Linked DNA regions of Rattus norvegicus: regions 1 and 2 are each linked to region 3. The links are chromatin contacts, called in public Hi-C maps. All regions are on one chromosome and are shown on one strand. Each heading gives the region's core, a stretch centred on a gene start, on an enhancer-like site or on the middle of the called end of the contact. The rest is flanking DNA. Distances are from core to core; before and after follow the strand shown.

Region 1 (4,892 bases), core at 22-2,521, 69 kb before region 3:
TGAGTTCCAGGACAGCCAGGGCCACACAGAGAAAAAACAAAAAACAAAAAACAAAGTCTTTGCAAACATTTTTGAAAGATATATTTTTTTTTCTTTTTTTTGGTGCTGGGGACCGAACCCAGGTCCTTGCGCTTGCTAGGCAAGCACTCTACCACTGAGCTAAATCCCCAACCCCGAAAGATATATTTTTGTGTACGTGTGTGTTTCAGTGTGTGCACACCATGTGTGTGCAGACACACTCAGAAGCCAGAAGGGGGCACTGCTATGCGCTGCCTAGTATGGGTGATGGGAACTAAACAGGGTCCTCAGAGAAGAGTGAAAAGCATCCTCAGCCATTCTCCAGCCCCCAACACATCTTAATACAAATCTAGTTTTTTTTTTTTCTTTTAAAAACAAAATCCAGGAAATGAGTTTAAACACCAAATCAAGGGGCTGGGGATTTAGCTCAGTGGTAGAGCGCTTGCCTAGGAAGCCCAAGGCCCTGGGTTCGGTCCCCAGCTCCGAAAAAAAAAAGAACCAAAAAAAAAAAACAAAAACAAAAAAAACCCCACCAAATCAAATGTAGCGAACATGTTTCAAAGTCTGTTTCGCCCTCACAGAGAACGGGACACCTGAGGCAGATCTTTGAAGTTTGTTATTTATTTTTTGAGACAGGGTCTCTCACATTCCAGGCAGGCCTCCCTGGTTATGCTGCCAAGACGAACTAGCCTTGGACTCCGGACACTCCTTGCTCAGCCATATCTCGATTACAGTTTTGTGTGTCTCCACACCTAGCTCTAACCTTTGTTTCCAAGATATTGTAGAAAGAACTCTGGGGTCAGGCCTGCTTCAGTGAACCTTCGAGGAACGAGCATGAACACACACATACACACCCGGCCCAACCCACCCACACACACACACACAGTACCTTGAATACCTGTGGATCCTTCCCACCTGCAGAGCCTGGCTCACAACATACCAGTCTATGGCGTACACACGGATCTGGGCCTGGCACCCACCCACGACGCTGCCAGTCAGCACTTGTACCCAGACAATAATATCCTGTAATTGCAGCTCGGATTTGGAATTTGTATCTGAGAACAGAAGGGCACAAGAGAGTCCCTGATTAAACAGGTCAGATAACGACATATCGAGAAGAGGACGGAGCATCTGTCCTTCTCGTTCGTTCGTTCGTTCATTACTCAACTGTTCACTGCAGGCAGCTCTGTCCTCTGACATTCACGCCCCCACCCCCTCCTTCCCACCTCTGTCCTAGCTGGGCCCAGAGTTGGCACACTGAAGCTTCACTTTGCCAGCCAGCACCTCTCCTGACCCGGCTCTACCCACGCCCAGCCTCCCTCTGTGTCCATGCAGAGGACGCTGGCCTGCCAGGTGGCCTTGCTGTCTTCTGTTGCTCCAGCCCCTATAAAGAATGCTCAGAAGGGGTTGGGGATTTAGCTCAGTGGTAGAGCGTTTGCCTAGCAAGCGCAAGGCCCTGGGTTCGGTCCCCAGCTCCGAAAAAAAAAAAAGAAAGAAAGAAAAAAAGAAAAAAAACAAAACAAAGGAACGAAAAACCCAACCAAACAAAACCAATTAAACTTGCTTTAGTAATTTTTGTTTTGTTTTGTTTTGCTTCTCGAGACAGGCTTTCTCTGTGTAGCTCTGGCTATCCTGGAACTCACTCTGGCCTTGAACTCAAGAGATCCTCCAGCCCCTGCCTTCTGAGAGCTGGGATTAAAGGCCTGTGCCTTCACACCTGGCATATATAGGTTAAAATGGAGACACCTGTGACCTGTGGCTCCTACAGCGGGAGGGAGGGAGAGTCCTCTGGGCAGCTTGAGGGCCAGCATCTCTGGAAGGCCTCCAAGCTGCTGAAGGTACAGATCTATCCAAGCCAGCTCGAGAAGGCCTTCATCTCCAAAGTGCCTGGGACACTGGCTGGCCCACACAGTGTGTCGCACTGTTGTAAATGAAACCTTTGATGTAGGGGGTCACCTGGAAGCCTACCCTAGCCTACCTCAAGGGAAGTCCACTGTTGGAAAGTCCCATCATGTGTCTTTTCTAGAACATGCCGAGGAAACCCAGGAGAACCATAGCAGGAATCCTTGGAGCTGATAATATCCCCACCCCCAAAAAACCCTAGTCCTCAGGCATGGTGGTTCTGCTTCTCCCTCACCTCAGCATACAAATTCGTACTCCCACCCCCCTAACACTATAGACTCCAAACCCACATCCCCATACTCCCACGCCCAAGCCCCAAGTCCGTAGACCTCCACCTCACCTGTACCCACACCTCACAACCCACACCTTGGCCTAATTAATTCCAGGGGCTTTCTACTTTCTTCTTCCTCTATTTTGGTGGGAACTCTTTCTAACGGTGACTTTCTGGGATCAATCCCTAGCAACCAAACCACATCGGAAGGCTCACAACTACCAGCGACTGTAGTCCCTGCAAGTCCGTGCAGCAGACAGAGCCACGCAGCCACATACACATACGCACATAGTAAGAATAGGGCTGGAGAGATGGCTCAGCGGTTAAGAGCACTGACTGCTCTTCCAGAGGTCCTGAGTTCAAATCCCAGAAACTACATGGTGGCTCACAATCATCTGTAAGGGATCCGATGTCCTCTTCTGCTGTGTCTGAAGACAGCGACAGAGTACTGGTATGCATTAAATAAATAAACTTTAAAAATAAAGAAACATTTAAAACTTACACAAATAAGTTATGATCTCTCTCTGCAGTTCTGGCTGTCCACTTTGAGCTCACTTTGTAGACCAGACTGCCCTGGAACTCACTTTGTAGAACAGGCTCCCCTGGAACTCACAGAGATCCACCTGCCTTTGATGGAATTAAGGACACGAACCATCATGCCTGACCTCAATTTTTTTTTTAACATTTATTTATTGTGTATGTATACGGGTCGTCATGACAGACACGGCGTCAGTGGGTTTGTGGAGGTCAGAAAATAGTACGCTGTGTCACCTGTCCCCTTTCTCTGAGGACAGACTCACTAGACACAGCTGACCAAAGCCCCAGGCACAGGGATTTAATAGGCTAACTCCCCGTGTGACCCCACCCCAGGAAGCTGCTCTGTTTAACCGGGACAAAGGCTTGAGCCCAGTGACTCAATGAGACTCTGAAATCCCAGTTTCTCAACCTGGACCAAGAGGCTTGGCAATCAGGCCCAGCCTGCTCAGTGGCACCTGTGAGCAAGCTAAGCCTGCTTTCTACCCAGCACCAATCCACCCAGCACCAATCCATCCAGCACCAATCCATCCAGCACCAATCCACCCAGCACCAATCCACCCAGCACCAATCCACCCAGAGTGAGCCCTGCCTTCCCACTGCTGAGCTAGCTGCTTCCCAGCCTTTTAAATCCAGGGTAAAAAGCAGGCACTGACATCCCAATTCTAGGAAAGTGGGGGATGAAGATCAGGAGTTCAAGGATGCCTGGGACCCAAAGGAGGGAAGGAAAGGATGTCCTCTGACCTCCACACGAATGCCTCTTCACACACACACACACACACACACACACACACACACACACACACACACAGAGGAACAGATGCTCTCACACACAAATGCTCACACACCAAGAAATCAGTAAGTAAATATGGCAGGGTAAGGTAGCACAGCCCTTTAACCTTAGAGCTTAATAGACAGAGGCAGGCAGATCTCTTCGAATTCAAAGTCAGCCTGGTCCAAATAGCTAATGCCAGGCCAGGCCCAGGGCTACACAGTGGGACCCTGTCTCAAAAACCAAAACAGGGGTTGGGGATTTAGCTCAGTGGTAGAGCGCTTGCTTAGCAAGCGCAAGGCCCTGGGTTCAGTCCCCAGTTCCGAAAAAAAGAAAAGAAAAAAAACAAAACAAAACAAAACAAATCTGCTATGGTGATGGTGGCACACGCCTTTAGTCCCAGAGGCAGGTGGATCTCTGAGTTTGAGGCCAGCCTGGTCTACAGAGTGAGTTCCAGGACAGCCACGGCTATGCAGAGAAACCAACAAACAAAAACAGAGAAAGAGAAGTGTAATAGTGTGCTATGAATCTACCCTCTGTCCAGATTTGGTGTCTCTTATCTGGAATTCCAGCACTCAGTATCAGAGGCAGGAGGATTGTTGAGAGTCCAAGGCCATCCTGGGCTACACACCAAAATCCAATTTTTAATTTTTTTTAACTTAACTTAGTGAGGTGGGGCACATGTGCTATCCTGTACCTATGGGAGCGGGGGTCAGAGGACAACTTTCAGGGGTCAGTTCTCTCTTTCTATCATGTGGGTCCCAGGGACCAAACTCAGGTGATTTGCTTAATGTGAAGCATCTTAGCCAGCTGTGCTATTTTCTGTGTGGGCCCCATGTAGTAAGTTCTAGACTAGCCTGGACTAGCATGAAACTCTGCTCAAAAAAAAAAAAAAAGGTAAGGTTTCTCTGGGTAGCCCTGACTCTCCTAAAACTGACTCTGTAGACCAGGTTAGCCTCAGACTCAGAGATCTGCCTGCCTTTGCTTCCCAAGTGCTGGGACTTAAATGCGTGCACCACCACTGCCAGGCTGGTAAAGGTTCTTAATTACTTCATTTGGGAGGTAGAGGCAACCAGTTCTCTGTGAGTTCAAAGCTAGCCTGTTCTATATACCTAGCCAAGTCTGTGTCAAAGACATAAAAATAAGAGAATAGGGGTGTGGAACTCCTGGTGTGTGATAGCATGCTGTTGATGTGCAGGGTCTGGACTCAGAGCCTTGTACATGCTAGGCAAACACACTACCAATTGAGCTACATCCTCATGGCTCACTTGAACTTTGGGAAAAGGTCTGACGGAGTTTACTTTTGTGTGTTCGTTTGCATATCATTTGCATGTTATTTGCATACTCATTTGCATGCGTATTTGCATACTCGTAGTCTGGGCTACCAGACTGGAG
Region 2 (4,540 bases), core at 1,276-3,775, 93 kb before region 3:
CGAAGGGCTTCCAACCTTCAGGACAAGGGAGTCCTGTGACCCAGAATCTAATCTCCAGGTTGGGAACAAAAGCCAGAATCTGCAGATAGCCAGAACCCTTCACGGTGTCTGTCTTTCCAGCTCTTGGCAGGGGAGGGGGTATTTGGGTCTATGGTAAGTCCCTATAGAATAAATAAATAGCTTGAGGCAGCAAGACTGCATAGTGGCTAACACTTGTTGCTGAGTTTGATCTCTGGAGTTTGCATAGTGGAAGAAAAGAACCACTCTGCTAGCAAACAGGTTTGGTAGCATGTGAACACATGGTACACGTATGCGCACATGCACGCATGTGCACACTGCTGCCGCCACCACCACCACCACCAAATTCAGTGACTGCACACTTCAAATTCTAGCAGCCCCGGGTAGGTGGAAGCAGAACTGGAGTTCAAGGTCATCCTCAGCTCCAGGGAAAGTTCGCCACCAGCTTAGCAGTTGTGCCACGTGAGACTATGTATCAAAAACAACAACAATAACAAAACAAAACAAACAAAACAAAACAAAACAAAACAAAAAAACAAATCTTTACTAGGCAGATTTCCAGCCCCGGCCCAAATGAGAGATTGGCTACATCTAGAATCCATTTCATGTTACCTTAAGATCACCTTATCCGGGCTGGGGATTTAGCTCAGTGGTAGAGCGCTTACCTAGGAAGCGCAAGGCCCTGGGTTCGGTCCCCAGCTCCGAAAAAAAGAACCAAAAAAAAAAAAAAAAAAGAAAGAAAAAAAAAAAGATCACCTTATTATTTTCAACCTGAAGTCTCAGGGGTGGCAGCCAGTGTGGGCCTGGCGCAATTCCACATCGGTGAGGAAATACACCGATAAAGAGAAGAATGTAGTTCTATTTCCGAGGACTTGGCACTGAGAGTGCGACCTGCCCATGGGCTCAGACAGCCACGTGTGGACATGTGCACACCCGGTCAGCACCTGCCACAGTCCTCCTCAGTATGGATGGTGTCTGGGGGGGTCCTTTCATTCGTCCCCTAACACCGGCAGTGCTACGTTCTGACCAGCAGGTGGTGCTGTGTGCCTCCTCTGCAGGCTGGGCCAGCCTTAAAGTCACTTCGCTTGCTGTCAGGAATGGAGAGACCCTGAGCAGGCACAGAGCCCACAGGGTATCTGGGTTGCTTGGGGGCTCCTGGGGAGTCCTTCTGGTTTTCCTATCAAGCAACCAGGGGTCTGATGCCTCCAATCCCAAACTCCAATTAAACCATGTCAGTCTAAAGCCAGACTTGAAAGGACCTGATAGGACCTCTTAAGATTTGGCAGCTCTGGGCACAGAGATTAAGAAACATGTCCTCAGGGGTTGGGGATTTGGCTCAGTGGTAGAGCGCTTGCCTAGCAAGCACAAGGCCCTGGGTTCGGTCCCCAGCTCTGAAAAAAAGAAAAGAAAAGAAAAAAAAGAAAGAAACATGTCCTCAGAGTCCTATTGCTGCCTCTGCTTGGCTGTGTGCATTTTTAATTATTAACTGTGTATTAGGGGTTGGGGATTTAGCTCAGTGGTAGAGCGTTTGCCTAGTAAGCGCAAGGCCCTGGGTTCGGTTCTCAGCTCCGGAAAAAAAAAAGAAAAGAAAAAAAACTGTGTATTATTGCTTATTATTATTATTATTATTATTATTATTATTATTATTATTATTATTATTATTATTGAAAGAGGGTCAATTCCTAAAGTGAGGTTGTGAACATCAGGTTGTGGGGCAGGAACTATTGACTGTACCTGTAGTCCGTAAGAAGTTGGAGGCAGACGAAGGCTTAAGGGTCATCAATCAGTTCAGGACCAGCCAGTGCTATATGAGAACCAGAGTCAAAAAAGAGGCTCAGGGAGAGGCTGGTCTATGCTTCAGAGCACTTCTGCTTTGACAGAGGACTCTGGTTTGGATCCCAGTATCCACGTGGCAGCTAACAATGGCTCGTAACTCCAATCCCAAGGGATCTGACACCTTCTGCCCTCCATTAGCTCCTGGTGTGTCCTATACATGCACGGACACAAATGAATTCACATAAATAATTTTAACTTTTTTTTAAGTAAAGGGGGAGGGGGCGCAGACTGTCTGGCTTGTTAGAATTTGTCTGAGCAGCCCCACCTCCCAAGCTGCAGGTTGGCGGGATCTGGGTGGAGTGTGCGCATTCGTGTTTCCATTCAGTTCCTGGGTGGCCCTAGTGCTGTGATTCTGGCGGACCCGGGTGGGAACCACAGGAGGCTAACAGTTCCAAGGAAAGCCAGAGTTTGCACTAGGCAAACAGCAGACGCCTCCAGTGAGGAGCGGGTGGAGGCCAAGGAGACAGATGGGCTCACCCCAGGGCAGCAAGGGTCCTTGGGGAGGAGACACCTCCCCCTCCACCAGGAGCCTGGGCGGAAGGAAATGGAGGAGGGTCGATCACCCTTTCCCGCCACATCTGTCAGCATGGCCAGCCCCGCCCCCTGCAGGCCCTGCAGGGAAGAGGTGGACCCAGGCGCTGGCCCAGGCAGACAGCCGGCCTCCTCGGTCCACGTGGCTGCAGCGTTTCCCTGGAACCGGCGGGCGGATCAGTTCCCCCTCTCAGCCTGGCCTCCGCTGGGCCTCTGGTTCTGGGAATTCACGTTTCCTTTCTCTTTCCTTTCCCTTTTCAATATTAGACTTTAAACAGATAATCATTAAAAATAGCGCAAGGCCGACAACACAGCGCGCCATCAGTGCAACTCCGTGCAACTGGGAAAAGTTTTTTTTTTTTTTTAAATAAAAAAAGGAAGAAAAAGAAAAAAACATGACAGCAGCACCCCAAACCAGTGTTTGGTGAATAATCACAGATCACTTCTGGGCTGGGCCAGTAGCTCTGTGGCAGGGAACTGGTGTTCAAAAGACTGAGGTTAACCCCCTGCAGGAAACAAAAGTCACTGGCCAGTAACTAGGCTGGCCTCGGACTTCACATCCTCTGGTGCACACCTCCTTAAATGCCAGGATCAACATTCACCACCATGCTGGGTTCACTTGGCAAGGGGGCTGCAGCCCTGCTAGCCAATTGCTCTACTGGCTAACCTCCATGCTAACTTTGTTTGTTCGTCTTTCAAATTAAAAAAAAAAAAAAGTACATTTAAATTTGGGGAGAGGAACCTGTGTGGTAGTCTGAGGACAACTTGCAGGCGAGAGTTGGTTCAATCAGTCCAACCTGTGAAACATCACGATCGAACAGGTGCTTGGTGACAAACAGCCTTACCCACTGGGCCATCTTGCCAGCCCTTTTTTGGGGGGGGAAGGGGGTGGATACTTTTGAGACAAGGTCTCACTTTGTGGCTCTGGCTGCCCTGGAATTCACTCTAAAGATCAAGCGGTGCTCAAACTTGTGATTCTTCTGCCTCCTGAATTACAGGGATCCTAGGTGCGTGCTACCTGGCGATAACATTAATAAAGTTCATTTTGTTTTTCCCAGGCTATGTGTCTGCCTGGCACAGGACATTAATTCTGCGTGCCTGAGCATGGACCTTTGACATTAGAAGGCATAGGAAACCAAAGGTGGAAGCTTACACAGTGACCCTAGCAAGATAGGAGAAAGCATCCGGGGGATTTACACCCCTTCCTGCGGCTGCGGACTTGCAGACTCATTATTTATTTACTTAGCTCCTCTAAATAACCCTAGGGAAGGGCTGTAGGCCTTAAGTGCAGCCTTGCATCACAGAAGGCGCCTCAGGAAACGTCCTAGAAAGGGACTCGCCGGGTCAAAGGGCATGGGTGTGTGTGTGTGTGTGTGTGTGTGTGTGTGTGTGTGTGAATACTCAGTGTGTAAACACACTGCTTTCTGAAGAGGTTACACAGGTTGACGTACCACGTTGGGGGTGGGAGGAAAGTGATGGCAGCTCACGAGTATCAGACCCTGCTAGAGCAGCTCCTGCCTGGGAGATACAGAAGGATACTTAAGGACCCCCCCACAAGGCAGTCTCCCTGGGCGACCCAGCTCCACATGGAAGCCTGCTGCGCTGCACTCCAGCTTGGGAAGCCGAGGTTGCCCAGGTCCTTTTTCCATGTCCCATCTGCATACAAACAGGACTTCAAAATACACCCCCTAATAATCCCCCACCCCACTTTTTTTTTTTTTTTTGGTTCTTTTTTTCAGAGCTGGGGACCGAACCCAGGGCCTTGCGCTTCCTAGGCAAGCGCTCTACCACTGAGCTAAATCCCCAACCCCCCCCACCCCACTTCTTACTCCAAAACCACACAGCCCCTCACCATCTCCCCTAGCCCCATCCTTTGCCTCCTTGGCAGGTCCTCCATTCCGCCAGGAAATCCTTCAAAGCCCAGCCAGGAAGTAGGCTGTGGTGGTGAGTGCTCTTAGTCCTAGAATCGTGAGTTCCAGGCCAGCCTGGTCTACATAGCAAGTTCCAGACCAGCAACATAGTGAGACCATGTCTTGAAACAAAACTAAGAAAGAGTTGGGCAGGGTGGCTCGCTCCTGTAATCTCAGCAGCTGATTTAGAGACAGGAGGATCACTGTGAGTTGGAGGGCAGCCTGGGCTACAGAATTAAACCCTG
Region 3 (4,356 bases), core at 158-2,657:
GGCTGAGGCAGCATCTGGCAGGAGAGAGCTAACATTTGTGTCGTGATTTTCTCTCTCCCAGGCGCTCGGACCCGGATCCTTTCTGAGGGGATCAGAACCTTCTGGTATCTTATGATTTTCTTTTTCGTTTTCTAAATTGAGAATCTTTTGTCACCCGCTCCTCGCAGCCCAGGTTCCCCCCCCCCCAACTCCCCTCGCAGGCCTGTGACTCCCTCGGTGTGCAAACGCCGGTGACTCACGTCTTGCACAGCCCTTCGCCCCCCGAAACACAATCGCCACCCCCGGGATCTAGCCCACAGTGCATCGTCAACCCACCCCAGCAGCCTTGGAGGTCTCCCGGCTGAGTCACACCAGAGGACCACCCTGGTCGGCATCCACACACACGCGGTCCCCCTGCTCATGGCCTCCGCGCCGGCCACACCAACGCCCTTCCATTCCTCACAACTTGCTACGCTCCAGCTCCAACCCTCGACCCCCCACCACACCCCAAATCTCCGGGAAACGCAGAGCCGGCGGAGCTGGCCTCGGGCGGCCTTTGATGGCTTTGTTATTGTTTGGGTTTGAATCGATACGCCCCTCCCCATCCTTCCTCCCCCGGCCGCGCGCGCCACCCAGCTCCCCGCCTCCCTGCACGCCCAGCGCCCCTCCCCCTCCGTTTTGGCGCCTTTTCCTTCCCGCCACGTCGTGGCGGCGTTAGCGACCATTCTGACCGCGAGGCGCGGGGCGGGGCCCGGGCGGGGCCCGCAACGCCTTATGCAGATCAGGCCGCTTATGGTTGGCTGCAGCCTCGCCCGGGGGCGGGGCCGAGGCCGAGGGGTGTAGCTGCGAGGGGGCGGAGCGGAGGGGAGCGGCCCTGGTCCCGCCGCCTCCCCGCCCCCTCTCCGCCCTCCGCCGCCGCGCCAGCCCGGCTCCCCACCTCGGCCTCCCGGAGAGGCCCCGCCCCGTCCCCGCCCGCCGCGCGCGCCCTCCCCAGCGGCGCGCTCCGCCCCTTTACTCCTGGCGGCGGGGCGAGCCGGGCGTCTGCAGCAGCGGCCGTGGCGGCGGAGGAGGCTGGAGGGGAGTCGGCAGCGCCGGCGGCGGGATCAGCAGTAGCAGCAGCAGCAGCAGCAGCAGCAGCAGCAGCAGCAGCAGCAGCAGCAGTCACAGTCAGCAGCAGCCCTGGGTCCCGCGGCGCCTCTCGCCCCGCCGCCTTCCGCACTGCCTGACCCGGCCGGCGAGCCCTCCTGCCGCCAGCCCCGCCAGCGCCCTCAGTCGTCCTCCGACTCGCCCTCGGCCTTGCGCGCCAGCCGCAGCCCGAGCCGCAACACCACCCGCAGTCTGAGTCCGGGCCGTCGGCTCAGCCCCAGCTCGCTCCGCCGCCGCTGCTGCTCGTCCCGGCACCGGCGCCGCACCGACACCCTGGAGGTGGGGATGCTCCTGTCCAAGATCAACTCCCTGGCCCACCTGCGCGCAGCGCCTTGCAACGACCTGCACGCCAACAAGCTGGCGCCGGGTGAGTGTCCCCACCCCACCCCGGGCGCGCGGGTCGTTGGGGGGGACCCCCGCGTGGGCCGCGCGCGCTTAGTGTCCCGTGCCTCTCTCCCAGGCAAAGAGAAGGAGCCCCTGGAGTCGCAGTACCAGGTGGGCCCGCTGTTGGGCAGCGGTGGCTTCGGCTCGGTCTACTCGGGCATCCGCGTCGCCGACAACTTGCCGGTGAGTGGGCAACCCCGCCTTGGGGAGGGCGCGCGGAGGGATGCTTTGAGCTGGAGGGTCTGATGGAGACTCGGGGGGTCTGTCTTTTCCTCCAGGTGGCCATCAAGCACGTGGAGAAGGACCGGATTTCCGACTGGGGGGAACTGGTGAGTGAGCCAGAGCCCGAGACCCTCGCCCGGGTGGGTGGGTGGTGACGGGCGTGCCGGAACCGGCGCGCTAACCCTCGCCCTCACTCACCCTTGCAGCCCAACGGCACCCGAGTGCCCATGGAAGTGGTCCTGCTGAAGAAGGTGAGCTCGGGCTTCTCGGGCGTCATTAGACTTCTGGACTGGTTCGAGAGGCCCGATAGTTTCGTGCTGATCCTGGAGAGGCCCGAACCCGTGCAAGACCTCTTCGACTTCATCACCGAGCGAGGAGCCCTCCAGGAGGAGCTGGCCCGGAGCTTCTTCTGGCAGGTGCTGGAGGCCGTGCGGCATTGCCACAACTGCGGGGTTCTCCACCGCGACATCAAGGACGAGAACATCTTAATCGACCTGAACCGCGGCGAACTCAAACTCATCGACTTCGGGTCGGGGGCGCTGCTCAAGGACACAGTCTACACGGACTTTGACGGTGAGCCAGGCCCCGGGGAGGGAGCTCTGCCCAAGGTGCCGGCTTGGAAGCCTCCGGCGGCCTCGGCTCCGGCCCTTTGTAAAGGTCATTGGGCCGCCTGGCTCAGAGCTGGCAGGGGTGGGGCAGAGGCGAGCTTCCCGGCATAGCACAGCCGGGGATTTCAAGCTGGTTGAAAACCTGCAACAAGCATTTCTGGCGTGATTGGTTTTTTTGTTGTTGTTGCTGCTGCTGCTGTTTGCTTGTTTTTCTTTTTGGTAGGAATTTAGTAAATTCCATGCTTTCCCCGTGAATAAGAGGTCGTGGGCAATCCGGCTGTAGCCCAGATTTCTAAAGTATGACCCACTTTTCTCGCCAGTAGGAGGTGGAGCCGGTGGTGGCGGGAGACTTTAGTGCCGGGTTCTTTTTGTTTGTTTGTAGTTTTGTTTTTGTGTGGGAGTTTTAAGGTAGTTCGTAGAACTGCCGGGTTTTGTTTTGTTTTGTTTTTGAGGGCAAAGGACTAAGAGCCGCGGTTCACTCCACTCGGGGGTATTGTGGGGTGACGAGGCCTGGGACGAATGTTGTGAAATTAGATCTGTTGCTGGTTTGAAAATTAGTTGGGTGTCTCCTCAGGGAGGCTGAAAACCTATCTATCCTAGGGAGGGGCTTGGATCGCGTTCTTTCAGAAAAGGAGGGGAGGGAATAGTAGATCAAAGCACGAGGGTGGGTCATGATCTGAGCGGCTCACCCCAACAAACTACGTCCTTTCAAAACTTGTGACTCTGGCTTGTGGTTTGAATTTCTTTGGAGGATGCTGGGCTGGGCTGCATTTTTTGTATTTAACAGTTAATGGCTGGCTGAGTCCTCCCCTGTGTTTTCCTCCCCTGGGCAAGCCTTTACTGCCCCCTGTTGGGCACCTTGAGGTTAGCGCCTTTTTTTTTTTTACTACCCAAAGTTTGTAAACAGGAATCACGTGGTCTGAAACCAGCCCTGCAATCGTACCTTTCCAGTTTGGGGAGGAAAGAGTGTAGGTGTCCGGGGCCTAAAACCCAGAGGAGAGGGGTTGGGGATTTAGCTCAGTGGTAGAGCGCTTGCCTAGGAAGCGCAAGGCCCTGGGTTCGGTCCCCAGCTCCGAAAAAAAGAACCAAAAAAAAAAAAAAAAAAAACCCAGAGGAGAGTTTCCAAAGCACACCCTGACTTCAGTGTTGTGTATAAGGGTCCTTAAGTGGCCCGTTCTAGATGAGACTAATCTGGCAAAGTCTTTGGAGTCGTTGTAGTTCAAGGTTATCCCGCTGAGTGATTAGGGCCTCCACGATTCAGCTTTTCGCTGCCTCTGTCTTTTGGGCCAGTGTGTAAAGGATTTGGGTTTAGGGTTTGGGTTCCTGGATAGGTACCATATCACTTGTCTGGACCAAAGAGGCAGAGATGTAGTGTAAATAATGTGTATGATTGTTTTAAAGTTCAAAGTCTTGCCTTCTGAGACCTGGGATTCAAGGCATGTGCTGCCCAATCCAAGCCAGGCACTGCCTTTAAGAAGTATTTTAAAGCCTGGTGGTGGTGGTGGTGGTGGTGGTTCATGCCTTTAATCTCAGCACTGGGAGAGGTAGGCAGATCTCCAGGGCAGCCTGGCCTACAGAGTGAGTCCCAGGACAGTCAAGGCTACACAGAGAAACTCTGTCCCGAGGAAAAAAATCTTTAAAGAAGGGCTCTGGGCTCCGACCGTTTGCTTTGTTTATTTTTGCTAATGCCGGCTTCTTTCTATTCCCTCTGCTGGTAGGAACCCGAGTGTACAGTCCTCCAGAGTGGATTCGCTACCATCGCTACCACGGCAGGTCGGCTGCTGTTTGGTCCCTGGGGATCCTGCTCTATGACATGGTCTGCGGAGATATTCCATTTGAGCACGACGAAGAGATCGTCAAGGGCCAAGTGTACTTTAGGCAAAGGGTCTCTTCAGGTAACTTCCCTTGCCTCCCCCAGCTCTCCCTTCCATTTTTAGGGTTGGTATATTTGAAAGGCTGGTTTGGGGATTGCAAGAGAGTATGGGGGTGCTATTCCTACCCACCTTCTTAGTTTTAT

Evidence for each region. Hi-C and Micro-C count contacts between places; a contact is called where the count stands out from the background.
Region 1: a contact with region 3 is called in a Hi-C map of liver, with 2.3 times the contacts expected there. The contact joins the enhancer-like site here to the promoter of Pim1 in region 3. A contact is called at or near these places in 2 of 12 Hi-C or Micro-C datasets (liver and psoas muscle).
Region 2: a Hi-C map of liver shows a contact between it and region 3, with 4 times the contacts expected there. The contact joins the enhancer-like site here to the promoter of Pim1 in region 3. A contact is called at or near these places in 9 of 12 Hi-C or Micro-C datasets (the A7r5 cell line, Schwann cells, frontal cortex and 5 more) and 1 of 1 datasets of contacts at active chromatin or transcription factors (oligodendrocytes).

The regions. Positions count from the first base shown.
Region 1 is chr20:7,486,665-7,491,556 of GRCr8, forward strand. No RefSeq gene overlaps it. Among named protein-coding and RNA genes, the nearest start is that of Fgd2, 63 kb to the left of the region's middle. Within about 2 kb of position 1,272, at least 4 of the 93 cell types and tissues checked have an H3K27ac peak or open chromatin away from gene starts, as enhancers often do. A contact at or near this core is called in liver, where this site is marked.
Region 2 is chr20:7,460,801-7,465,340 of GRCr8, forward strand. No RefSeq gene overlaps it. Among named protein-coding and RNA genes, the nearest start is that of Fgd2, 37 kb to the left of the region's middle. Within about 2 kb of position 2,526, at least 32 of the 93 cell types and tissues checked have an H3K27ac peak or open chromatin away from gene starts, as enhancers often do. A contact at or near this core is called in the A7r5 cell line, Schwann cells, kidney and 1 more, where this site is marked.
Region 3 is chr20:7,555,089-7,559,444 of GRCr8, forward strand. It overlaps Pim1 (Pim-1 proto-oncogene, serine/threonine kinase), which reads left to right and starts at 1,408. Exons shown (of 6, transcript NM_017034.1): 1 at 1,408-1,492; 2 at 1,586-1,692; 3 at 1,788-1,838; 4 at 1,938-2,304; 5 at 4,058-4,234. The coding sequence starts at 1,411.